Regions from separate parts of the Gasterosteus aculeatus genome. Here region 1 is linked to region 2. A link is a contact called in public Hi-C data. All regions are on one chromosome and are shown on one strand. Each heading gives the region's core, a stretch centred on a gene start, on an enhancer-like site or on the middle of the called end of the contact. The rest is flanking DNA. Distances are from core to core; before and after follow the strand shown.

The links. A called contact is a pair of places that touch in the nucleus more often than the background predicts.
Region 1: a Hi-C map of skeletal muscle shows a contact between it and region 2, with 8 times the contacts expected there. The contact joins two enhancer-like sites. A contact is called at or near these places in 5 of 6 Hi-C or Micro-C datasets (liver, skeletal muscle, tail fin and 1 more).

What each region holds. Positions count from the first base shown.
Region 1 is chr1:1,441,185-1,445,778 of fGasAcu3.hap1.1, forward strand. It overlaps LOC144410353 (a long non-coding RNA gene), which reads right to left. Exons shown (of 4, transcript XR_013468368.1): 2 at 4,234-4,364. Among protein-coding and RNA genes, the nearest start is that of LOC144410353, 13 kb to the right of the region's middle. Within about 2 kb of position 2,052, at least 8 of the 9 cell types and tissues checked have open chromatin away from gene starts, as enhancers often do.
Region 2 is chr1:1,383,542-1,388,335 of fGasAcu3.hap1.1, forward strand. It overlaps sorl1 (sortilin-related receptor, L(DLR class) A repeats containing), which reads left to right. Exons shown (of 48, transcript XM_078106644.1): 48 at 1-947. Among protein-coding and RNA genes, the nearest start is that of LOC144410355, 30 kb to the right of the region's middle. Within about 2 kb of position 1,255, at least 1 of the 9 cell types and tissues checked has open chromatin away from gene starts, as enhancers often do.

The DNA.
Region 1 (4,594 bases), core at 802-3,301, 58 kb after region 2:
GACCCGGCAATTGTTGGGAAGGGCCATTCAGAGCCCCTTTGAGGGCTTTTAGAGGCCCTTCGGAGGCTTTCTAGAGGCTTTCAGAGGCCTTCGGAGGCCCTTCTAGAGGCTTTCAGAGGCCCTTTAGAGGCCCTTCTAGAGGCTTTCAGAGGCCCTTTAGAGGCCCTTCTAGAGGCTTTCAGAAGCCCTTCGGAGGCCCTTCTAGAGGCTTTCAGAGGCCCTTTAGAGGCCCTTCTAGAGGCTTTCAGAAGCCCTTCGGAGGCCCTTCTAGAGGCTTTCAGAGGCCCTTTAGAGGCCCTTCTAGAGGCTTTCAGAAGCCCTTCGGAGGCCCTTCTAGAGGCTTTTAGAGGCCCTTCGGAGGCCCTCAGAGATCTGGATCAGATCGATAGCGAGCAGAGGTCTGCCACGCGTTCACTGGCATCACACGTGTGTCCCAACCAACCATAATAACAATTAATAATTCACGGTTACATGTGAGGAGACGACCACCGGGGGGGAGGTCCTCTTAAACAGTTAATCAGTCAGTGATCAATAGGTCACCATTGTTAATACATCAGTTCCACGTGGCTTTATTGGCCTATTTATTGGTTTTCGGGAAATAGAAAAAATTAAATTAAAAAACTACACAAACCAAAACATAAATGTTAAAAATGAAATATAAATAATGAATAAGGTATTAACGTTAAAGCTGTAAAAAAGGAAAACCAAGCAGTAAAAGTAACAGCATTCTGTACAAATGTGGATCTGTTTCTTCACCTCAGGATGCTGCGACACTGTAGTACTACTCCGCTGTGGTACTTGTGCACTGCAGTAGTACTACATTGTAGTAGTACTACATTTTAGTACTTGTACATTGTAGTACTTGTACACTGTAGTAGTACTTGTACACTGTACTGTACTATGCTTTGGTACTTGTACACTGCAGTAGTACTACATTGTAGTAATTGTACACTGTAGTACTACTCCGCTGTGGTACTTGTGCACTGCAGTTGTACTACATTGTAGTACTTGTACATTGTAGTACTTGTACACTGTAGTAGTACTTGTACACTGTACTGTACTATGCTTTGGTACTTGTACACTGCAGTAGTACTACAGTGTAGTACTTGTACACTGTAGTACTACTATGCTGTGGTACTTGTACACTGCAGTAGTACTACATTGTAGTACTTGTACGCTGTAGTAGTACTTGGACACTGTAGTACTACTGCACGGTAGTACTTGAGTTGACGTCAATGGGAGAATGTGCACTAATGTTCTTTGAGTGAGAGACAATTTTGAATTACCTGCTATAAAAACAGCCAAGCATGAGCCCCTCAACACACACACACACACACACACACACAGACACACGCACACACAGACACACAGACACACACACACACACACACACACACACACACACACACACACACACACACACACACACACACACACACACACGGCCCCTCCAAGACGTTCATCATCTCCAGCGACCTGCAGTGACCGGCTGCATGTATTAGTAATCAGCCCCCGTCACAGAGGAAAGAATTAACAAGGCGGCTCTTGTCGCCTCGGTAACAAAACGTGCACTTGTGCAGAGACACTAAAGCCTCCGGCTCTACAGATCTTGTTTCCAGGGACCCGATGAGAGGGAGGGGGGGCGTAATGGCGTCCGAGCAAGGTGTGTGTGCAGGATTAGAATACATCACATATTCTGTTAAACCATCTGGTCAGAAAAACTGAAGCAGCCGTAAAGAAGAATGAGAATCAGAACAGAACGAAAGGTGAACTACACAAACTGAAATGGGGGGGTTGGGTGGGGGGGGGGGGGGGGGGGGGTGAGGGATGAGGAGAATAGAGAAATAAAAGAAGGAGGAGAAGGAGCGAGCGAGTAACAGAGAGCGGAGGGGCTCTTGAGGGGAGGTGGGGGGGGCTGCTGATGATGCTGGAGCACAGCGCGGCCAGGCTGAACCGAGTGAACTGCAGCGGGGGTCAGGGAGTCCAACATTCCTCTGGAAAACTGTGTTTACACTGCGCAGCAGAGAGGAGGGGGGGGGGGGGGGGGGCAGGCAGAGGGGGCGCGAGGGGGACGACGCGCAGGGAAGGAAATCATCTCCCCCAGGGAGGGGGAGCGTGTGTGTGCGTGTGTGTGTGTCTGTCACTTATCCTTGTAGCAGTGTGGCGCGTTTCTAAAACGCCGCAGTATGTTGATGCCCCCCCCCCCCCCCCCCCCCCTCTGGTCCTTCCCCTAACCCCGCCCCCCCCCCCCCCCCTCGCAGTATGTTGATGCCCCCCCCGTCTCTTTACATCAACCTTAAACTTCAACCACAGCATCCAGACGACTGGTGTGGAAGCCGATTCAACACGACGTGCAAAGAAACCTGCAACATTGTAAATGTTTCATAAATGTAAATGTTTCATAAATGTAAATGTTTCATAAATGTAAATGTTCGGAGAGGCTTTTTAAAATCAGGTTTTAGTTTTGAGGTTGAAAAATACACAATAATTAAAAGAGTAAAAGTAAAATAAAAAGATTGAAATCAAATAATAATCACTTTGGGGTTTTACTGAAGAATTAGAAAGTACATGAAAACTAAAACAACAACTAAAATCTGTTAATTTGATACTAAATAACACCAATTTAGAATTATCATTTTAAACTAAAAGGTTTAAAAAAAGCCACCAAACTTATTGTTATTACATTTATTATATTATATATATAAACATTTGGATTTTTAATTATAATTTAATTTAGGTTTACTGTGGGATTAGTGTGTATTTACTTTGATAAAAGTACCTGTTTCTATGCTTTAAAAAATATCAACGCTTTCTATTCAAACTATTTACGTCATACAAATGTCCTAAACAACATTTTAACATAAAAAAACTACATTTCAATGTTTATGGCTGTGTTACTTACACAGAAACATTGTTAGAGTTTCATTAAATATTTAAAAAATGAGAATATAACGTTACAGAAAACCCCAAAATCCCACTTGTGTTGCCCAGAGAGTCCCCCCCCCCCCCCCCAGCCCCCCCCCGCCAGCTGGTGACCACTCGTCCCAGTAAGACGTTTCCTTTCCCCATCTGCTGGTCCACAGCAGGAACTACAGAAGGAGCCGCTAATATCCCACTAACACTCAGTTAAAGGCCGACTCGTGTGACACTGGACGAGATTTCCCCCAACAGGAAGTCATGTCACGGGGACCTTGTCAAAGTAAAAGGCCCTGTTGGAAGGACTCTTATCTGCGCGTCGCTTTGGGAGAACTTAAAACAGTTACTTAAACTATGTAAATGTTATTGGAGTAAAGTATTTAGCAGAAAATGTTCACATGGTTGATAAAAATAAGCAGAAAAGGAAGTAAGTGAACAGTTAAGTCTGTTTTGTTTCTGATAAGTAGTAATAAGTACTGATAACCAAATAAGAAGTATATTGCAGATAAAAGTATGACTTATTGTATCAGACGCTGCTCAATAAGCAGAACAGACACATTATTGTACATTATAATATTAAATGTTAAGAGCTTCCCAACGCGGGGCTCTGGGCCCCACAGACAGTCAGAAAACATCTCTACCAAAGATACGGACACTGCTTTTTATTTTTTGTGAAATGTCACAACCACAAAAATTCAATCCCCGTGTGAAAAGTCACTTCTAGTTATCCTGTATATGACCATATTCAATTTGTTATATTTCATAATAAGATTATCAGATGAGATCAGATAAAAAACGATGGTTGCACGTGACCGTAGAAACACTAATATAGTAATATCACACAAAATACTGTAAGTACCTCCTGTACACAATGTTATTTGGTACTTCCACACATTGTTGGCTCATCAATCCGGAGACACTGGACCTCCACTTGATGCCAGACTTAAAGGATGATGAGAAGAGGCACTGCCCCCCCCCTCAGGTATCAAGAACCAGCGCCATTGGGGGAGGAGCCAACAGCTCCAGCGTCAATGTGCCAGACGCATGTTGCATTCCCCCTTTTCCCAAACATCCCCATCCCTCGCACCGGGAAAAAACAACGGGGGTTTGGTCTGGGGGGGGGGTCTGGAGTCGAGATGGACGCAGCTTTGACCCCCCTCCAGAAAGCCAAGACCGCTTGCTCTGTCTTCTTGACAGGCGGCGTCCTTTTGTCCGGTTTGGACCCAAACAAAAGGCAAGAGGTGAGGAGGGGATGGAGGGAGAGGGGGGGGGGGGCAGTTGAATAGAGAGGGGGGAGGTTGGGGGGCGGGGAATCACCTCACCTTTTGTCCGCCATGTGTCATTCACGTCGCCATCTTTTTTTGCTCGGTAATCCAGCAGCAATAGTTTGGAACTTTTTTCCTCTTCTGGTCGGTTTATCTCCTCGACTTTCTGTCGTCCTCCTCGCCCTGTTGGCATGAAGAAACAGCAGGAGACAGGAGGGAGGAGACAGGAGGGAGGAGACAGGAGGGAGGAGACAGGAGGAAGGAGACAGGAGTCAGCTGGTGTCGTCTTACAGCCAGTAGTGGCTTCTTACTCAGTTCAACTCTTATATTATTCTATATTTACCCTCATACATTCTCACGGATAATTGTCATAGCTTTTGCTGAGATTTTATTCAATAGTTCTGAGTTTACCT
Region 2 (4,794 bases), core at 5-2,504:
CGCGCTGAAACGCCGGTAAAACGTGCAATTCTTTTTGCAATTAGGATTGTCCTTTTAACTCCAGTTAGTGGTACCAGTTGTATGTACAGAAGAGACTGTTGCACGTAAATGTATGATCACAAAAAAAAGGAATTTGGGGATAATCATGTTGTTCTGACTCCGTACTGTAGTCCATTAACTGATATTTTGTGTTTCGGTTTGAGCCGGTTTGGTGTTCTGCTTTCTCTCGTCTTCATGAATGTATTTTATACCTGTACTGTCCCAGCTCATTATGCTACTGCCCACCTGTGAAGTCAGTGCACCCCCCTCTGGTCTCCCCCCTGGTTTGGTTGTTACAGCCCGAAGCCCCACATCACAAACCCACAGCAGCAGAACGTTCCTGTTTTCGTTCATCTTCTCATTCTGACTCCGGATCAATGAGGACGTTCTTGGTTTCCTCAAGTCTGGTTTTCTTAAAGGCCTTAACAGCTGATTCTTTTCATGGCAAAAATGCTGTTTGATTTTTTATTTTTTAGCTGTGTGGAGTTTCTGTTTTGCCACATATTGCCTTATTAGAACACATTGGGTTTGTATGTGATGTGCTGTTTGTATGATAGAACACGGAGGCTGGGGAGGAGGTTACCGTTTGGGCATTGGGTTCATTTGTCAGATCACTGCTCTTTCATGGCTGCTTTTACGCGAGCCTCTTTGTCTCTTTCCATTCAGGTTTTACTCGTGTACAAAGTTTAATTATTGGTTATTATGTGGCCGTTCGTTCCCCACTTGTCTTAAGTAGTTTGCTTCGAAATGTTGTGTGGCACAGAGTTTGATCCTTTTGGCCACATCGGAAGATATAAATGTCCCGCTTGCTTGTCTCGGAGGTTGCAAGAACAACGAGACGTTTGGAGAGACAGTGTGAGGCGTTTTTAAAAAACACTTGTACTGAAATAAACTTCCTGAAAATCAAACCGCGCCGTCCCTTTCTTTCTCCCCGTAAAGTCAAATATCTATGCAGAAATGTTGTGCATGAACATTTAAACTTAAAGTTAAAGTACAGCCTCAAGTACCTCATTGCTTTAATACATTTTAAAATGTCACAATATAAAACCGTAAACTAAAATCATAAAGGCGTTATTGTAGTACGTATGTACTGTGTGCGCGTGTGCCAGAGGCCGCCACCAGGGGGCAGGAAGTGACTGGTCACATCAGGTGATCAGTCTGGTTGTTTGTTAGGACAATAAAACAATCACACAAATGGGTCAAATAGGAAAATGTCATATATATGTATACACATGTTGACATGTACACAATTACGTATACACATTATTTCACATGTCTATATGAAAGTAACGATTATGGGTTAAACTGCACACACGCATGAACAACAACAGTCTTCCACTGTCCACAGGTCACAAGGTTGGTTCAGAGGTTCCTCACTTTCTGATTGGCCGGGGTCAAAGGTCAACCGAGTGGAGGCAGACATCAAGAGGTCAAGAACAGGTGGACGCCCCCGTGTGTGTGTGTGTGTGTGTGTGTGTGTGTGTGTGTGTGTGTGTGAGAGACAGACACAACAACAGAGAGGAGTTGCAGCACCAGGAGGATCCAAAGCCTCAGAGATCCGCTGAAGGACCATCATCATCTTCATCACGGTGGAGGAGGGTCATGTGGTCACTTCCTGTCCGCTACTCTCAGGGAAGATGGTGTTTGTTTCCGTCATGTTCCGGCTCTGCAGCCGTGACCCCCGCTGACCTGTGTTGTGACAGGTGTGTTCTCCAGCACATCTGCACTGCAGGAAAGGGCTCTGATTGGACCAGAGGACTTTTCCTCTCCTCAGACTCATGTGTTCCTGTATTTATGTAACATGGAGATATTTTCAGGCGTTATTGGACTTTTTAAGTGGTAAGAAAACTTCGAGGAGTAAACCTTTGTAAGATATTGTGCAGCTTCAGATTCAGATTTGAACTGTTTCAATCATAGTTTTCAATCTAATTACATTTAGCATTCAATAGAGAAACTTCAAATTGAATTACTTGTATAGTATATATGTATATATATATATATATATATATATATATATACTATACATCTCCCCTTAACGATCATAAGGATGGAGCACACACCACTGTAGATCAGTGTTACTAATAACTAGTAATTAGTTACTTATTTAAAGGTAATTTAATTACTTACCAGTTACTGTATATCAAAAGTAATTAGTTACTCGACATAAAAGTAACTTAACTTTTAAGGTACTTTTATGGCAGCTAACTGTCTAGCTAATACTTAACTTAATACAAAATAACTGTCTGTCATTCACCTGAAGGCAACTGACTCGACAGGTGACAGGATGCATCTCACCTTCCACATCCAGCTGTAGCTCAGCTTTGCTTGTCAGCATCCGCAGCGCTGTCGTCTCAACAGGTGCTTCATAAGATGTGGATATCCTCTTTGCAGCTGCACATCATCTACAACTCACCACCACATTTTCGTCTTTAATTTTGACGAGCGAAAAGTTATGTCCATCGCCGAAAAAAGACCGGAAATCCCACAAATGATCGTTTTCAGTCAATGGGAGCTTTTGCTTCGGGACGATTAAGGTCATGAGCGATGTGAGTGGATGACGTCGTGGGAGATCTTGCAAGGAGACCCAATGTAGTTTACATGCGGTCTACATAGGGACTATTTTTCTCTACACAACGTTTGGTGGCTACAACTATTTACTTGCTATTGGCCGACCCTCAATAATAATTATTACAATAATGCATTACGTTGTAACGGGTCACTCCCACACTGCTGCAGGTAGAGATGTAGGACGCAGACTCCCCAGCTGCAGACCATCGTGTGGGTGTGAGTGTCTGTGTGCGTGTGTCTTTGTCTCTGTGTGTCCGTGTGTGTGTCTGTGTGCGTGCGTCATGTGTGTCTTTGACTCTCTGTCATCGTGGTGGCGTCTGACTTACACGTCTTTGTGCGTGCAGATATTCTCATTTCCATCCGCAGTGTGAGAATACACCCCCCCCCCCCCCCCTTCTTCCCCCTTGCGCCCCTCCTCTGACCCCCCCCACGCTCTGTCCTCAGAACAAGGGCCCCGGACATGAAGGGACACATTTGTCCTCGGCCCCTGCGCCGTGCTTCTCTGCGCTATTGTTCCTTGAGCCTACTGTTAATATCCGTTTCAAATCTGCTTACTTTCAGATTCCATCAATACGGGCGGGACGTACAAAGAGAGGCCTATGCCCCCCCCCCCCCACCCGCCCCGCCCCCGTCTGAAGGGCCGGAAGAAAAGGATGCGAACAGAGGTCGTCAGTGTGTTCCTTGACTCGGCTCACAATGGCGGCAGTGTGAGCTGCGGCGCGATGATGGACGGACGGAATTAAACAAACAAAAGGTCGACAGGAAGTGAAGTGATTTAGTTGATAGGATTTTGGTGGTGGGGGGCGTGTGTGTGGGGGGGAGGGGAGTACGGTGGATCGTGTCTCTTCGCAATGGTCAGGAGGACAGGAAGTGGTGCTGAGGAGAGGCTGGGGGACAGGAAGTGGTGCTGAGGAGAGGCTGGGGGACAGGAAGTGGTGCTGAGGAGACGCTGGGGGACAGGAAGTGGTGCTGAGGAGACGCTGGGGACGGCCCCCTCCCCCACAGCCCAGTCTGGGGAGGCTGCCCGGTCCCTCTGAATGCAGCCTGGGAGACATGCAGCGCTGCCAGCTGGCCATGACTTACTGAATGACATGATAAATTAAACCTGAGATTCTTATCGAGTTTATTAAAACAGGGTTTCAGATCCAGATGAAACATGAAGGTCAGAGGTCACAGTTAATTGATAAAGTCTGATATTCAAAATATTGTATTTATTTAGCTTCTGTTGAATCTAGTTGAGCATGGTTGAAAAAAGGGACAAAATATACAATTTACAATATTTACAATAATACACAATAATTTACAATATAAAATTTCCCGTTGTGTGTTGGTGAATATTGGGCTTTGTTTTTCTTTATCTATTCTTTTTATAATTAAGTGAACCATAAGGAAATAGGGTTAAGCTTATTGACTTAAATTAGAATAAATAAAATAATGTGCATACTGTTGGGACCTTAGTATTATGAGGTGTATAAGAACTATTCTTACATATAAAACAACATCGTTCTGGCTATAAAGCCAGTGAGTAACTCACAAAGACGCCCAAAATGTCTCCTCCTCATCCTGGAGGAGAAAAATGGCCAAATAAAAAAAGCTTTTATTTCAGTCAAGCTTCACAGTAAAAGAGGTTTAAGTAAATTGTTCTTCATTTTAAGCTCAAAGATCGAAGCAACGTGGTTTTGAAGTTGTGATTAAATCAGGTTTCGAAGCGATTCGTTGTCGGTGGAACTCAGCGTCAGACAGGAAGTTCAGGGACGCCACACGAAACGCGTGACATAGTTAATCACATCTTCAGCATTTTTCAATTCAGGGAAACACAATCAGACGAAAGCTTCACACGCGTATGACATTTACAGGTCGCACAGCAGACACACAAACAGCATCTTTGTTGTGCGTCTGGCCCACCGCCCTCCTGTGGGTAGAGGTTTGTTCATTTGACGGTACAAACCGCTCGCCCCTCCTCACGCGGCCTCTCGGGCCGACGGGCCTCGCGATCAGACCCTCGGGCTCACGGGACGGAAGGCCGTCTGTCCCAGCGACAGCTCAACAGGCCTCCGCGGCTTCCAGAGAAGCCCGCCGCTCAGTGGGCGTGTGACTTAAGATGGCCGCCTCCCTGCAAGGGTTTAAGAGAGGCCACCGACCCCCCCCCCACCTCCCCCCCCTCACCCCATCTCGCTGTTGTCTGGT